Regions from separate parts of the Sus scrofa genome. Here all the other regions are linked to region 1. The links are chromatin contacts, called in public HiChIP or PLAC-seq maps. All regions are on one chromosome and are shown on one strand. The core of a region is the stretch at or near the end of the contact, and the rest is flanking DNA. Distances in the headings are between cores, read along the strand shown. Region 1 overlaps USP53 (inactive ubiquitin carboxyl-terminal hydrolase 53). Region 2 overlaps SEC24D (protein transport protein Sec24D). Region 3 overlaps SEC24D (protein transport protein Sec24D). Region 4 overlaps SEC24D (protein transport protein Sec24D). Region 5 overlaps SEC24D (protein transport protein Sec24D).

Region 1 (3,235 bases), core at 314-2,813:
GCAGAGTTAACCGCAAAGCCAGCGCTCTTTCCACTAATCTCTGTTTCCCATACTTTGACTAAAACACAAGATCTCATTATACAAATGTCCTTCTGATAAGAGTAGGCCATAGTTTGAATATCAAATAACATGAAATATTCTAATGTACTGATGCTCACAGAAGATACCAAAATATATGGTGTTAGCTTGAATTTTCCATTAATTGCCTATACTTCTGTACAATTCCTATACATTCCTCCACATTTTTCCCTTATTTTTAGTTTAACTTTTCCTTACATAAATATATAATAAAACCAAATCACTTTGCTGTACACCTGAAACTAATATAGTAAATTAACTATACTTCCATTAAAGAAGTATTAATTATACTTCAATTAAAGTATTGTTTTTTATTTTATAAGAAAAACCCTAAGCATCTTTCTATGACAGCTACTGTATGGTTTTAAAGAAACTCCTATCAAGAAGAATTGTTGGAGTTCCCGTCGTGGCGCAGTGGTTAACGAATCCGACTAGGAACCATGAGGTTGCGGGTTTGGTCCCTGCCCTTGCTCATTGGGTTAACGATCCGGCGTTGCCGTTGCCGTGAGCTGTGCTGTAGGTTGCAGACACGGCTCGGAGCCGGTGGCTACAGCTCCGATTGGACCCCTAGCCTGGGAACCTCCATATGCCGCAGGAGCGGCCCAAAGAAATAGCAAAAAAGACAAAAAAAAGAAGAATTGTTAAAATTAGGTCTATTATATAGCACAGGGAACTATATCCAATCTCTTGGGATAGAATATGATGGAAAATAATATAAAAAAAGGAATGTACATATATATGTATTATTGGGTCACTGTTATATAGCAGAAATTAGCACAACATCATAAATCAACTATACTTTAAAAAAATACAAATTACAATTATATTAAAAATAAAGTTTTTTAAAAAGAACCATGATTATACTTCAATTTTTAAAGTCTGAAAAACTTATATGCTGAAATTACATTATAATTTCCCACCCACTATGATTTTTAACTTTGGAATGTTTATTTTACGTAACTTATCCATAACTTCAAGTTTAATGTTTACAAATGCAAGAAAAAGGAAATACTTAACACAAAGAATTATTTACTTTGATGAAAGTATCACACAACGGGCAGCAGGAGGCAGCAGAGGTTTTATAAATATGTTTGAAATTTTAATATCACTATGGCAGGCATTCAACCAAGTGGTTTGACTTCAGAATTCCAACTAACTTAAAAATAGATGTGTTATTTTTCGTGTCTGCTGACATAAACATCCATGTGTCTTTACTGGGAATTTTGGCTCCAGGTTCTTTGTAAATGTAAGATAGTCAGATTTTAACACTGGGCACAGAAGATACTTTAACATCTAGGCAAGAAGCTTTAATTAATAATGCTAATTTTGGTACTTTATACAAGAAAACTAAAGCCCAACAGTCAGGAAATAAAAATATATATACTTCGACTGAAAAGTTGAGGTAAATTTAAAACAGACTTACACAGTAATAAAACCAAACTGCTGGTCTAGACACTGTAATCCTCAATCTTGTATAGGGAGATTTCAGACTATAATAAAACTGCAATTAAGGAGCTCCCATCATGGCTCAGGAGAAACAAATCTGACTAGCATCCATGAGGACGCAGGTTCGATCTCTGGCCTTGCTCAGTAGGTTGGGGATCTGGCATTGCCATGAGCTGTGGTGTAGGTCACAGACGTGGTTCGGATTTCTGATTAGACCCCTAGCTTGGGAACTTCCCTAAAGTTTTTAGGGCCGTACCCTAAAAAAAAAAACAAAAAAACAAACTGCAATTACAAAGCCTAAACAATCAAGAGCAGTAACCTAATCAATAACCTGATTTATAATAAAAAGACACAAATAAAATTTAAACACTTTTTAAGAAATCACTATTTTTTTTCATTTTTTAAAGTTTTATTGTAGTTGATTTACAATGCTGTGATAATTTCTGCTGTACAACAAAGTGATTCGGTTGTACCTATACATACATCTGTTCTTTTTCATATTCTTTTCCCATACAGATCATCACAGAATATTGGGTAGATATTCCTGAAAATCACAACATTTTAACTGGATAAACATTTCTGGCTAAACTTAATATATGTCAAAAAGAGCAGAGAGATACTTTAATAAATAATAATATACTCTATCAGATATTAAATTTTGGGATGATACAAAATAAAAGGCAGAAGTCAGTAAATTCTTTTCTCACCGAGATTATAATTTAAAGAAGAAAGCAAAAAACACCATTTTGCTACAAATTAAGTATCAACACTCAAAGTTTGTGGTTTCCGAAAATATATAAATATTTGGTTGTGCTGGGCCGCAGCAATAGAGAAGAAATTGTGTTAATACGCTGCCTCTCAATGATTTATGGAACTCTTACAGAAAATCTAACACGCAAAGAAACAAAGTCAACTGTTGAAAGTACTTCCTTCTCTAAATATACTTTCTAATGTATTTATTATAAATTAATATATTCTGCAGTTTAAACACCTCAGAGAAAATAAACTTAAGTATGTGAATAAACTCTTCCAATAAAATTTTTTTCAAATACTAATTTTAGGATTTAACAATATCAGGATAGTACATTTCACTTAGCATAGTAGAGGCACAGACCTTTTTATATTAAGAATTAAGGGAATTAACAAATTTTATTTGACCACTGGTTAACTAACTTCTTTCACTCTTGTTATTTGCAAGATCAAGCTTTAACTAATCCTGACTTCTATGACTTTTTTTTTTTTTTTTTTTTTTTTTGTCTGTTCTAGGGCCGTACCCATGGCATATGGAGGTTCCCAGGCTAGGGATCCAATCAGCGCTGTAGCCGCTGGCCTACAGCACAGCCACAGCAACGCCAAATCCAAGGCGCATCTGGGACCTACACCACAACTCACGGCAACACCGGATCCTTAACCGACTGAACGAGGCCAGGGATTGAACCAGCAACCTCATAGTTCCTAGTAGGATTCGTTAACCACGGAGCCACAACAGGAACTCCCTGACTTCTATGATTAACTGATGTTAAACCAAGTATTGCAGACTCCAAAGTAAACAGCAAAAGTTTTTAGAAAGACCTAATAATTCCTTTGTGATTTGTTATCTATAATCTTTAACTATCCTAACATATATTTAGTTCAGCAGATAACCTTACTGCATGGAAAAAGAGAGTACATTAGGTATGAACTCCTTCAACTTACTCATCTAACACAGTAC
Region 2 (3,235 bases), core at 229-2,728, 240 kb after region 1:
TAATATGTTTTTAAATATCAGGAGGATTATTTAGACAGATGGAGAATTGGGGGGTAAGTTAATGACAAATACTTAAAAGACTCAAGAGAAAAGATAGCTGTCAATACTAAGAAGAAAAAAATGGTGAAAGAAAGGAAAAAGAACTCATAACATACTATATGGCTTAGCTTCATAATAGAAGCACTGAAATAAAAAGCTGTCTAGATTTACTAAAAATTCCACTGTAGAATATTAAATAGTTGGTGGGATTTATGGACATGAAAGATTAGCCACGTGCCTAATTCTTAAGTGAACAATATGTATCTAGTTAAGGAAAATGTTAAAGAGCTGTTTTTATTTCAATATCTGTTCTTAATCTGCCAGCCAGGATTAAAACATGAGTATATATACATATATAAATGTGCTTGCAATTTGTGTATAAAAGACTGTTCTATATATGATTTTGAGGAAAGGAAGCAATTTTTCTTTTTTCCTGGTCAATTAATCCATTCTTTCTTTATCTGTACATGGAAGGGCCAGACTGGTGCACAGTTTCAGGTGCACACATCACATTAGATTCATGTTAATGACACCCCTTATCCAGTACAATCAAGGAGAAACAAATGGTGGATTTGAAATGGGAGTGACTTTTGACCTCCTGAGAGGAATGTGTGAGGGTAGAAAGAAAACCAGTGTGGAATAAAAATTCTACAATGGATAGCGAAGCAGAAATGAATCCGACTAGGAACCATGAGGTTGGGGGTTTGATCCCTGGCTTCGTTGAGTGAGTTAAGGATTTGGCATTGCTGTGAGCTGTGGTGAGGTCGCAGACACAGCCCAGATCTGGCATTGCTGTGGCTGTGGCAAAGGCTGGAAGCAACAGCTCCAATTAGGCCCCTAGCCTGGGAACCCCCATATGCCATGGGTGCAGCCCTAAAAAGACAAAAGCCAAAAAAACAAAAAAAACAGGCCCATGTAACAGATGAGTTCCCAAAGACAAAGCTAGCCCCAAGGCCACAGACTACATGGCTCAACAAAACAAAACAAAACAAAAAAACAAAAAAATTCTACAATGGAGAGCTCAAGTAAAATTCCACTTCATTCCACTCATTTCAAACCCTAGACCTCACGGACTTTGCCCCCAGCGAATGACTTCAGGGTTTTGGTGCTTGAAGATTTTCTAGACTTCTCTCTAGCAGGAGTGAGAGAGAAGGGAGGGAGAGATAAAGGGAAGGATTGAAGAGAGGGACAGGGAGAACAGAGAAAGAACAGGAAGACACAGACCCTCTGGGCAAATAATATAATTGAATTCTAAAGGAGGAATTAAATGTTTTAATCACTTCAACTTGCTGATCTTTGCTTCCTCTCCCTCATGTCCTTTTCCCTTCCCCTTTCTCCTGGAATCCAGCCCTGGCAACTCAGAGGGTGATGAGGTCATAGTCTCCAAAATATGGCCATGGTATGAAGGCAGCAGCACAAATTCTTAAACACCATTTCAGCACCACACTGCAGGGCCGAGAAGGGAACCTTGTGTAATGTGAGCAACTATGAGCTCGTGCTATTTTATTAATCCAGGGCAGCGATCCCTGGGGGTTGCATTACGTGTATGTGTATGTGTGTGTGTGTGTGTGTGTTCTTCAGTCTCCAATTTTATACAGCAATCAATCAGATGTCGTCCTTTTCTCACATGTGCCAAAAGGAGAGTGGAGATAACCCTAACTCTGGGGTTCTCACCTATGAGCAAGGTCTTTGACATTAAAAGCAAAGAGATTAAAATGAGAATGACCTCTGACATCCCCTACTTCTAGACTCAGCCTCTGTGTGGGTCAGTTTCTTGCTCCTTATCACCTCATTAAGTCACCAAACCTTGCTACCTGGAAGGAAAGATTGATGGACTGATAATGGGATGGCCCTCTTGTCACACTGCAGCCAGTGTTCTTGCACTTGCTTATTAAAAGATCCTGGCTTTTCCTCCAGGTGGACCCAGATTCTGCTCCTTTCTGTGAACAGGCCATTCTCCAAAGCTCTAACTTTTCCCATGCCAGATCCTTAAAAGGAAATATAGCTTCTTGGGCCAGAACATGGTGGTATTTAACATCTTGACTTCAAAACCTTTAAAAAATATCACACAACAGTGCAAAAGCTTGAAGATGGTAGTTAACTAGAAGAAAATTCTCTGTGTTTAGAATCTACTCTGTGTTTTCCAGAATGTCCACTCTTGTCTTCAAATCTGATTTTTCCTTCAGAACCCTGAACCAATGGCTGCTCCTCCTTCGTGAAGACCTCCCCCTGATTATCCCACTTGTCCTTCCAGGCAGGAGTATTTGCAGTCTAAGAACTCATTAAAGACCACTTTAGGGAGTTCCTGTTGTGGCTCAGTGGTTAACGAACCCAACTAGTATCCATGAGGACGCAGGTTCAATCCCTGGCCTTGCTCAATGGGTTAAGGATCTGGCGCTGCTGTGAGCTGTGATGTAGGTCACAGAACATGGCTCAGATCCCACACTGCTGTGTCTGTGGTGTAGGCCGGCAGCTATAACTCCAGTTCGACCCCTAGCCTGGGAATCTCCCTATGCCTTTTTGGGGGCTGCCCTGAAAAGACAAAAGACCCCCCCCAAAAAAAAACTTTAAAATTCTCTTCTAGCACTTTTAATTATTAAAAAACACATTATCTCGATTCTTAAATTGTATCTTCATGAAAACAGGAAACTTGTTTAATCTCCTTACTATCAGACACTGAATATTAGAAATAACAATAACCACAGCTAAACCATTTGCCATACATACACTAAAACCATTTGCCATACATACACTATTTCTAATCCTCACAACAACCCAGACTAGTGGCAACAGTGGCAAATAGTGGCAAAGACTATTAAGTCCATTTTGCAAAAGAAGGAACTAAGTCTCTGAGATGGTAAGTAGCTTGCCTAGGATCACACTGTCAGGAAGCGGCCTATCATTGAACCTGTCATTTAAACCAGAATCTGTCCTCTTCACACCCTGGTGCAAGTGAGAAGGAAATAAGGGAAGGAAGGAAAGAGAGGAAAGAGAGGAGAAGAGTGGGAACAAAAAGTTAAAAATATCAGGCTTTTACAAATTGTTGAAATAATACTTCACAGACTCCCAGAGTAGTAAGAGACTGAAGAAATTTAGCATAGCCCATCCTCTACTTTTTTACACAGAGAATAATAACTCAGACCAGAGAGGTTAAGATCTCTGGTCAAAGTTGCACAGCCAGTGACACAGCTGGAAC
Region 3 (3,235 bases), core at 225-2,724, 200 kb after region 1:
TCAGAATGTTTGATAGTCCTGTCAGCAGCAAGTAGCACTCGAATTTTTTTAAACTAGTAACTGTTAACAAAATAATGGTCCCACATAAGTTAGCATACCCCCCTTTAATCATTTGTTTTTGTCATCTAGATGTGACTCTTGCTGCCAGGCTAGAATTCAGCTATGTGATAGTATTCAGTTGCCCTAGGAAACCTACTTTTTGAAAGGGATCAGCCCTGTCTAGAAGAGTTAAAGAATTCTGGATTACTTTTAAGAACTACTGTAACTGAGATCAGTTTTTCTATAGTTAAAATGAGTTGCTTCTTGTGAAGATTAAATGAGAAACATGTTATCATTAACAATCATACTAGATATATTTTGAAGTACAAACTTTTACATGCTCCAGAAGGACAACCCCAATGTATCTTATAAAACATATTCCTAAAAATGTATGTGTTAATGCAGAAACAGTGTGATTTTTTTCCTCTCTCAAAGCAGAAAGTGTTTATTATTGAAATATTAGAAACAAAACTGTTCTAAGATTAAAGTGGCAATGCTCAGAATCACAGTCTTACTAGTTTTATGAATCAATAAGCTCTCCTATAAGACTGAGAAGAATATGTGTAGTTACACTTACATAGTATCTTTCTTCCTAGAATATCTAGTGCTGTGCATACTCACTATGGCACAACATTCCAGGAAGAGAGGTTTGAGACATCATTAAGGGGAAACTGGTGGAAAGAAATTTGCATGAGGTCCTGCAATAAGTCAGTGACTATGATTATATTTTATTTATATGTCAGTGCCTATAAACCATGGAGTGGATTCCTTGGGATAACCTAACACAAGCTCTAGGTAAATACTTGTTGCTATTTTGTTGATGATGAAAACTTGACTTCATAGGTGCTCTGCCTAGAAATTAAGCTAACAAAGGACAAGGGAAAAGGCAGGATTGCAAAAACTAAACAAAAACTGCCTCCTCATAACCTCAACCAGCCAACCAACCAATCCAAAGATCTGCCACCACAACAAAGCCAACAACACCCAGAATTCAAAGGGTGCCCAGTGGGAAGGAAGCTGAAGTCATGAGCCCTAAGTCTCCCACCTGCCACAATGACATCATTTCCATAACTCCAACCTGAAAAGTAGTATAGCTTATTGTGCATATAAGTTCCCAGGGGCTCCCTGATTCAAAAGAAGAGGCAAAGAAATCCCTTTCTCCAGGGTGCCTTCTCTCTCCCATGCCCCTATCCCTTGGGGTAAGATTAGACTCTGCAGTGGATACAATTTTGGAGGATTCCCACACCTTTTCCATAATTTGGGACTGTATAGTCTCAGATGGGCCCTCTACTACCAGCTCATAGTCAAAGTTGTGGATGTTTTGACTGCGTGCCTGACATGTTTCTTAGAAGCTTTTCGGGAACCCCACAACAATCCCAGCATGTTAGTTGTGTCTTTAGTCATCAATTCGCAACAGTGACTCTGCTAAGATGGCCACCTGTCCAATGGGAAATGGACCAAAAGCACTTCTCATTCTTGCATACCACAAACCACTGGACAACTGGGAATACTTGTGGGTGATTACCATTCTAGGCTACTTTTGAACTAGTGATCTCAAATTGACTACCATATGTTCCATTGTCTTCCTTCAAATTCATGCTGTTCTTTAAATGCTATGTTAAGAATGTAAAGTTATAAAAAATGATCTCCTTTCCTGCTTCACCTTAAGATGCCTTTTTTTGGTTGTTCTATTAGAAAAGAATGCAAAATGCCCAGCATTCAACAGACTTCCTTTGAAGGGAATAAGCAGTACAAACAATAGTGTTATATAATGGAAAGAGTGCTTTTTCCTTTATCCTGGATGAATCTTCCTAATTGATTTCCCAAAAAAGCAAATAAGAATCCAAGCTACATCCTGTGGTTCTAAGCTCTAGGTAAATTGCCACCAAAGGTAACAGAAGATTTTCCAGAGAAAAAGCAGAAGAATAAACCCCATTGTTCTGTAGCTGACTTAATTCTCCTCTGTTATGTCACAGAAATACCTATTGTTTGTAGTTTTACAATGTACAGAGAAATGGAAATGCTCACAAAAAAAAGAAATTCATATGTTTTGGAAGCAATAAAAGAGAAACATCAGAGAAATAACTTAGGTCAGAATAGGTCATACAGGGAAGTTTTTTTTTTAATATGTACATTAAACAGATAAAGAAGAAAATAATATTTTAATAGGATAGTGAAAAATATAGCAGATTGACAGTGACAGCAGAAAAAGAACAGGAATACAGATATTTTCAGAGGATGAAAATGGTACCATGTACCCTCACACCAGGCAAGCTTTTATGAGAGGTCTCTAGGTTTATCTCTTGAATCAAGTAGATGGTTTTCCTTGGAGCTGTCAAAAATGCTTTGTGGTTCTCTACATTAATTCATGTTGAATATTTTCCATGGTTGGTCAGACCTGGACTTAAAATAGATATGATAAAGGTCTTCAGGTTTACTGTCAGTAACATTATTAACTTCAGAGCCAGCTGGATGACTGCATGGTGTGTAACCAATCCAAATTTACAAGGTAACCTTGCCTGAATCCTTCTGGTCCATCAAATATAAATAATAAAGTGAAGGTGTGAGAATAGAATTGCAAGGAACAGCAGGAGCAGTTTTCAGAAAGCAAAACAAACACAAGAAAAAAATCTGTGAGGTCACTCAGAAATGATGCTAATAATGGTGTCCTCACCCTACAGTCTCCACTCATCTGGGGTTCCTTATGCTTTGCAATCAGCCTCTGGAGTCAGTAGCCCTTCACACCCAAATCATGTGGTTTCCCAAGGGAAAAGAATAGTTACTTGTACCTTTATCTGCAGCCTGTTCACCTTTTTTTACATTACTCCATTATACTCTACCACTTGCCTCAGCTGAGGAAAACAAACTTAGGTTTTCATGGGCAACTGGAGATGTTGTCACTTAGTTTCTTTAGTAAATGGGGAGAGAGGATGGTACTCAATCTCTAAGGATAATTTCTCTGCCCCACCCACCTTATTTAAGTCTTCTAAAATGAGCTTATATATGTAAAACATCTGGCAAGGAGCCTGGTACACAATAAGTGCTCCGTAATTGTTACTTCCCTCTTTCTTACCTAGCTTACTAAACTATGTACATTCCAACAATCCCCAAAGTACCTTCTCTTCTACATCAAACAAGTGGCTGAGGTTGACAGACCAGAACTGATCCCTGTCCTTGATAAATTTCTTATCCCTTA
Region 4 (3,235 bases), core at 399-2,898, 180 kb after region 1:
AACGCCGGATCGTTAACCCACTGAGCAAGGGCAGGGACCGAACCCACAACCTCATGGTTCCTAGTCGGATTCGTTAACCACTGCGCCACGACGGGAACTCCTATGTTGTGTTCTTAACCCACTGAGTCACAAGGGGAACTCCAGCCAAGTGCTTTTCTATGAGCTGAAGATACAGAGATGCTTCAGATAAAGTCCATGTCCTCAAGAAGCATATAATCCAGTACTATTTTTAACTCTGCAGTGGTGAGTTAATCAATCAGAGGTCAATTTAGAGAACAAACTCTTTATACCTATCTTGACAGGACCAGTAGCCAGTTTCGTATACTGTGAGAAGTATTAACATTCAATATGATAAAGAGAAATTAGCTCTTGATTCCCATAGTAGATGTATGTGTCTCTCTTTTGTTTTTAGGTGTGGAAGAAAGAGAACAACATTAGTCTATAGAGTCCCTGGGACACTTTTCACATTCTAATGATATCTGTTTTCCATCAGATATTGCACCTCACAGGCCTGCTTTAGTCAGGTCTTTAAAACAATAGAAACTTGGAATTCCCATTTCAGCTCAGCACGTTAAGGACCCATTGTTGTGTCTGTGAGGATGAGGGTTTGATCCCTGGGCTTACTCAGTGGGTTAAGGATCCAGCATTGCCACAAGCTACTGCATAGGTCATAGATGTGGCTTGGATCCAGTATTGCCATGGCTGTGACGTAGCCCACAGCCACAGCTCCGATTCAACCCCTAGCCCAGGAACTTCCATATGCCACAAGTGCAGTTATAAAAAGAACAAAACAAAGCAATAGAGACTTAAAGGATGGCAATAAAAGGATCCAAGTCTCCACAGAAATCTAGGAAAGGCTCCTGAATATACATATAGATAACTAACATCACTGGCTGATAACTGGAAAAAGAAATAATTATCAATTTATTTAGAAGTATGAAGTATAATGTGAATGCATACACCTCAGTGATAAGGCATGCAAAACACTGAATGAAAAGGAATTTATTTTCTGGTCTTTCTTCTACCTACTTAGTTTGAAAATCTTCAGAAGAATGGAATTTTAACAAATTTAAAAGTTCAAAACATTGTTGAATGATATTCTAATAACGAAGACATCAGGGATTGTTTTCAGCTAAGGTATAAACATTAATCTGTTGAATGTGAGGGGGAAAGAGTAAAACTTTGAAGTATGATATTTAAAGAGTAAGTCAAAATTTTCTGAAGAGAAATTTAAAATACAATTGAAGTTGAAAAAAACCTCCATATGCTGCAGTGTGTTGCCCTAAAAAGACAAAACAAACAAACAAACTGCTTTAGAATACACATATGCCAAATATAGCAGTAGTGCTGGTGGTGAAGGACAGTGCAGTGACCTCAGTGAACAAAAAAATGACTATTACTCTTCCATGTTCTCCTCAGACTGCCAAAGGTGACTTCATGCTCCTTTAAGTGTTAACAGTAGAGTAAAATTACAAATTGTCTTGGGTTAGAGATGCAGCTGTGGTGTATATAAATAGTTCTTTAGGTACATTGTTGTTTTTCTGTTTGTGCCAAAAATATTTCAGGCCTCTAGTCTCTGTCTGCACCCCCAAACCCTTAATTCTAATGTATTTCCCTGAGCAGTTTTCACATCTTGTTCTTTGGTGCTATTTCCTTTTGTCAATCTCTGTCCCAAGGCTCATGCTGTTCTCTGCTTGGCTGGCTAAATGAAGCCAAGTGATCTATCCTGAGCCAGAAATGACCAAAAGGGCCTGAAAATAACAGAAGTGTTTTTTCTATTTTAGAGTTTGAATGTCTGATGGTAGAATTCTAGCTTCACATGGTTTGGGCCTGGGTTGGAGTTTCTACCTTGGGTTGTATTATTATCAAAAGAATTTAAAAATTTGATATGAAAGTACTGAACTGTAACCAGTATGTTAAATTGATTATTTTTTGTGTATTGTGTATTATGTGTCATTAAAATGCTTTTTTTTCTTTTTATCTCCTACTACTTTAAGAAAATTTTTAATGAAAGAAATTTTTCCACTGCTGCTGGATGAAAACTTAGCAGGTCCTGTGATATTCTGCTTCCTTTAGGAATAGTCCTATGGTCACTTTAAGTTACCCAATCCACTTTATTTCAACATAGAATAGTCCAGCCCCTGGAATAATAAACTCCAATCTCCACTTAGGGTTAAAACCCCTCTCCTTTCCCAGATGGGCCCTTTTGAGGAGAATCACCTTCCTCCAGGGAAGGTACTGTGATTGCCTTCCTCGCGCTCTCCTCCTTTTCCTCTCCAAGTTTGCTAATCCTGACTTCCAGTCCCCTGGGTTTAGAGTGCAAGGATGGAGATGTAAAAAGAGAAGAAGGAATTTTTTTACTTGATTTGGTAACATCTTATTCTGGCTTTTTACTCTCAGAGCCAGGTAGGCCCAGAGAAGGAAACTTTCAAGGGATATTTGAAGATTCCTGTCACTGGGGACATCGTGTCTGTAGTCCTTTATTCATGCCAATTCATCTCTTTTCTAGTGGTTAACTTATAACTCAATCTGTACCCCCTAGAAAGCTGTCTACCTACAGCTTGTAGCTGCTAGGGTCTGTTTGCACCCTTGGAGAGGCCCCAGTACAAACCCCATCCAGTTCTGCCTTACTCCTGGCCTGCTCTCGTCCATGGGGAACACTCACATCATTTACTTTTGGGAGTACAGCAGCAAATTTCCTGGTTCTTTGCCAAAACAGTTTGTCCACCCATCTCTCACTCTGCAAATACCCTGGGAGAGAGTCAGCACCAGTCCCCTCCCACCTCCCATCCATCTTCATGCTGACACCTAGTATCAGGTTCTCTAAGCAGGTACGTTAAAATGTTTTTTCTCAAAAGGCTGGAGGTGAGAGGGCAGGGCCCCCAACCATATCTGCTCCAAACACAAACACTGATCTACAGCATTCCAGAATTCCTCCTCTTTCCTTGCTAGATTCCGACCCCCTCTAATAACCCGGACCTGACTGAGGGGTTCAAGAATTGTGGAAGTGGTTTGCTATTCTCTGAACACATCAGGAACATTCATGTCTACTGTTCTCTTTTTAAAGTCTGTGTTTTAATCTGGAATCACACTTCAGTGTACAGCATGTCATATTTGAGGGCCATGAGAAAAACTTCTACTTTAATATCCTGCTATATAACATCATTTTCAGTAGAGCATTTAATTCTTGCTCTTGTTTTTCTTTTTAAAATAAAATATAGACTAAAAATAGAAT
Region 5 (3,235 bases), core at 316-2,815, 160 kb after region 1:
CCCCAAAAGATCTGAATCCTGCCCAAGCCAGAATGAGAAACAGGGCTCAGACACTATTTCCTCCTTCCACCCCACCAACTGCCAGTCTATGCATTACTCTTGAAACCAGGTAGGACCCTATGAGGCCCTTCCCGGTATAAAGCCCCTCCATGCATCCCATTTCTTATTTACAGAAGAAGGCTTTAGTCTCCTAGGCTTTCCCAAGGTACAGATTCAAGCAGTTAATTAGGGAAGTGAGAGAATGCATACACAAAGGAAATGCAGACAAGAAAGAATAGTTCAGCAATAAAACACAATTCTAGTTCTAACTATTGTGTGACCTTGGCAGAGTCCTTTACCACTTTGGGTCTAATTGCTCCTTTATAAAGTCGGCGTGTTGGGAGTTCCCATTGTGGTGCAGCAGAAACGAACGAACCTGACTAGTATTCATGAAGATGTGGGTTCAGTCCCTGGCCTCACTCAGTAGGTCGGGGATCTGGCATTGCCATGAGCTATGGTGTGGGTCACAGATGTGGCTTGGATATGGCACTGCTGTGGCTGTGTTATAGGCTGGCAGCTGCATCTCTGATTCAACCCCAAGCCTGGGAACTTCCACATGCCGCAGGTGCGGCCCTAAAAACCAAATAAATAAATAAAGTTGTTGTGTCATTTTCCTTTAATCCCCAGTTCCTCCTCAAGGGATATCCATAACAATCTGACACATATCTTTGAGTTGTTCTACAGAAGCTAAAACTCCCACCAAGGTAGAGGATGGTGACTTCATGCTGAGTGCAAGTTTGTAGAACCCATACTGGCCAGAACCAGGCTGATGATTGAGATTCCTAAAACACCACTATGTTACCTCACCACCAACCAATCAGAGGAAGGTCACACACCTTGTGACCCTCCCCCCAAATTTTGCCTATAAAAACTTCCCTGACATCTGTCTGGAAGTTCTTATCTTTTGAGCATGAGCTACCCATTCTCCTTGCTTGGCCCTTGCAGTAAACCTTTCTCTGCTCCAAACTTCCATGTTTTGGTTTCTTTGGCCTCAGTGTGCATCAGGCACATGAACTTGGGTGCAGCAATGCTCTTTCTCCCTTTGTCGCATGAAGCTGTTGGGTCAGGGCCCGGCTTGATTCTGAAGGCAATGCTACAGGAAGGGTGGGGTAGAAAGAAGGAATGTGGATGATGGATTCCCAGCCCATTATTCCTTTTCTGATGATCAGGGAGGCCACAAATGACACCAGGAAGAACTTGACTCATTAGTCATGTTCCTCATCTTTGTCAAATGCCCTTCCTCCCTTTTTCTCTTGCTTCTAACTCCCCTCCACCCTCACTTCCCAACCACAGCAAACATGTCTTACTCTGAATTTCAGTCAGGTCACAGGATTGTTGTGAACCTGATGACAGTGAGTGATGCATTTTCTGTTAGTAGCTCAGAACTGCAGTATTCTGCTATTCCTGAAGTATCTGTCATCTGTCTTTTCCTTCCTTGTTTTCTAGTTCACTCCTCATTAGGAGATATGGGAGGTAGAAAAGGAGGGAGGCAATAGGAAACTCTGGTCAGAGCCACACCCTTCTGCTGTACTTCAGGGAGAACTAAGGGGTGGTGCTGAGCCACTCCCACTCAATGCTCAGTCTGCCAGCACAAGGAGGAGGCCTGCACCATGCCACAAACTTGCCAAATCACTACTGACTTTTCTTTAAGCTTTATTTACAGAAATTCGTACCGCAGATAATCATCTAATCTTGGAATCAGAGGTGGGTACAGGTTTTGTGATGCCTGAAACATGTCCAAATTTGGGCCCTCCCTTTAAGAAAATAATGACCTACAATTAAAAATATAAAATTAGCACAGAACTTTAGAAGGGGCCTCTATAAATCAAGTCCCTTAAGCTACCTGAAACCAGCTTAAACTATATTAGCTTCAGGGTAAATCCTGGGAGTGCTTCTGGCTTTTACACTGGAAGGATTTATTTTGTGACCATTAATAAGTTATGAGGGCAAAGGGTGTTTTATCTGCCTTTTCCTCTTCTCCAGTGTTTGGCCACAGCACCTACTCCTGGTGGATAATAAATATTGGTCCAGGAATTGTGTTGTTGTCAATGAAACTATAATAGCCAGGCATTAGGCTAGACTATGGGATCACTGTAATGAGGTGCTGTGGAAACATTCGACCCTGGAAGTGGTGAAGATGTAAGGGAATAAAATGTCAGTTCTATTTGGAGCAGAGGCAGAGTAATCACAAAAAGCTTCAGAGACAAGTTGATTTGTGAGCTGAGACTTGAAAGATGGGTAAAGGTGTGGGGGTGGTGTTGAAAGGCATTTCAAGCAGAGAGAGAAGTGTGAGCCAGAGCTTACTATCTGAAACCACATAAGGAGTTTATGGAATTGTAAGTAGTTTGGTGTGTGTGGAATATGAAGCACTAGAAGAAGAGGGGTTATTATCAAAAGGTAAGGCTGAAAGGCAGGAAAAGGTGAAATACCAGAGGGCTTCTCAGGAGTTGGGACTTTAGCCTGTGAACCATAGGGAGCTGTTGATGGCTTTAAAGCAGGGGAATAACATGATGTGCATTTTTGCAATATTATCCTGGAAAGAGTGTGAAGAATAGATTGTGGGTGCAGCAGTAAGACACTTAGGACCCAATTGCAGTGATAGGCCACATGGGCCTGATGGAGTGCTATGACAGTGGTGGTGGTAGGCGGGTACCTAACCAGAGCTGCTAAGGGGCCAAGTCCGCGAGGGTTGGTGATTAATATGTTGAGTAGAGTAAAGGTTGGGGTGAGAGAAAACTAGGGCAATGATTCCAGTCCTGGTTGAGGTAGTTGAGTAGATGGTGGTGGAACCAGGCACTGAGCAGAGCATGTAAGAGAAGGAGCAGGCTCTGGGGGAAAAGGAAATGAAGTCTCTTCTGAGTCAATGGTGTTTCAGAATCACTCAAGCAGTAAAGTCTAGTGTGAGTCAAGGCTGAAGCTGAAGGGATCATTGAGTCAGGCTTGGATATGGATTATCCATCACCATGATGTAAGTGGTAAATGGCTTACTCAGGGAGAGCCTTCAGAGAGAGGCCAGCAGGTGCAGGGTTGGAGCACTGATATTAAGAACGGGCAAAGAATGTATATATACGTATAACTGGGTCACTTTGCTGTACAGCAGAAATTGATGGAACACTGTAAATTGACTATAATAAAAAGAATTTTTTAAAAAAAGGACAGGCAAAGGCATTTCCTTATTTGCTCCATTAGAGGTTTT

The links. HiChIP or PLAC-seq counts read pairs in DNA pulled down with a chosen protein or histone mark.
Region 2: an H3K27ac HiChIP or PLAC-seq map of skeletal muscle shows a contact between it and region 1. The contact joins two enhancer-like sites. A contact is called at or near these places in 20 of 47 Hi-C or Micro-C datasets (alveolar macrophages, brain, embryonic fibroblasts and 11 more) and 2 of 2 datasets of contacts at active chromatin or transcription factors (alveolar macrophages and skeletal muscle).
Region 3: an H3K27ac HiChIP or PLAC-seq map of skeletal muscle shows a contact between it and region 1. The contact joins two enhancer-like sites. A contact is called at or near these places in 2 of 5 promoter capture datasets (fetal liver and liver), 24 of 47 Hi-C or Micro-C datasets (adipocytes, adipose tissue, alveolar macrophages and 14 more) and 2 of 2 datasets of contacts at active chromatin or transcription factors (alveolar macrophages and skeletal muscle).
Region 4: a contact with region 1 is called in an H3K27ac HiChIP or PLAC-seq map of skeletal muscle, with 4 times the contacts expected there. The contact joins two enhancer-like sites. A contact is called at or near these places in 2 of 5 promoter capture datasets (fetal liver and liver), 15 of 47 Hi-C or Micro-C datasets (alveolar macrophages, embryonic fibroblasts, fetal heart ventricle and 8 more) and 2 of 2 datasets of contacts at active chromatin or transcription factors (alveolar macrophages and skeletal muscle).
Region 5: an H3K27ac HiChIP or PLAC-seq map of skeletal muscle shows a contact between it and region 1. The contact joins two enhancer-like sites. A contact is called at or near these places in 1 of 47 Hi-C or Micro-C datasets (embryonic fibroblasts) and 2 of 2 datasets of contacts at active chromatin or transcription factors (alveolar macrophages and skeletal muscle).

What each region holds. Positions count from the first base shown.
Region 1 is chr8:104,504,853-104,508,087 of Sscrofa11.1, forward strand. The region is part of intron 14 of USP53 (inactive ubiquitin carboxyl-terminal hydrolase 53); the gene reads right to left. Among named protein-coding and RNA genes, the nearest start is that of FABP2, 42 kb to the left of the region's middle. Within about 2 kb of position 1,564, at least 4 of the 83 cell types and tissues checked have an H3K27ac peak or open chromatin away from gene starts, as enhancers often do. A contact at or near this core is called in skeletal muscle, where this site is marked.
Region 2 is chr8:104,740,518-104,743,752 of Sscrofa11.1, forward strand. All of the region lies in intron 2 of SEC24D (protein transport protein Sec24D), which reads left to right. All of the region lies in intron 1 of SYNPO2 (synaptopodin-2), which reads right to left. Among named protein-coding and RNA genes, the nearest start is that of SYNPO2, 100 kb to the right of the region's middle. Within about 2 kb of position 1,479, at least 22 of the 83 cell types and tissues checked have an H3K27ac peak or open chromatin away from gene starts, as enhancers often do. A contact at or near this core is called in skeletal muscle, where this site is marked.
Region 3 is chr8:104,706,282-104,709,516 of Sscrofa11.1, forward strand. All of the region lies in intron 2 of SEC24D (protein transport protein Sec24D), which reads left to right. The region is part of intron 4 of SYNPO2 (synaptopodin-2); the gene reads right to left. Among named protein-coding and RNA genes, the nearest start is that of MYOZ2, 99 kb to the left of the region's middle. Within about 2 kb of position 1,475, at least 7 of the 83 cell types and tissues checked have an H3K27ac peak or open chromatin away from gene starts, as enhancers often do. A contact at or near this core is called in skeletal muscle, where this site is marked.
Region 4 is chr8:104,683,758-104,686,992 of Sscrofa11.1, forward strand. All of the region lies in intron 2 of SEC24D (protein transport protein Sec24D), which reads left to right. All of the region lies in intron 4 of SYNPO2 (synaptopodin-2), which reads right to left. Among named protein-coding and RNA genes, the nearest start is that of MYOZ2, 76 kb to the left of the region's middle. Within about 2 kb of position 1,649, at least 9 of the 83 cell types and tissues checked have an H3K27ac peak or open chromatin away from gene starts, as enhancers often do. A contact at or near this core is called in skeletal muscle, where this site is marked.
Region 5 is chr8:104,663,661-104,666,895 of Sscrofa11.1, forward strand. All of the region lies in intron 2 of SEC24D (protein transport protein Sec24D), which reads left to right. Among named protein-coding and RNA genes, the nearest start is that of MYOZ2, 56 kb to the left of the region's middle. Within about 2 kb of position 1,566, at least 13 of the 83 cell types and tissues checked have an H3K27ac peak or open chromatin away from gene starts, as enhancers often do. A contact at or near this core is called in skeletal muscle, where this site is marked.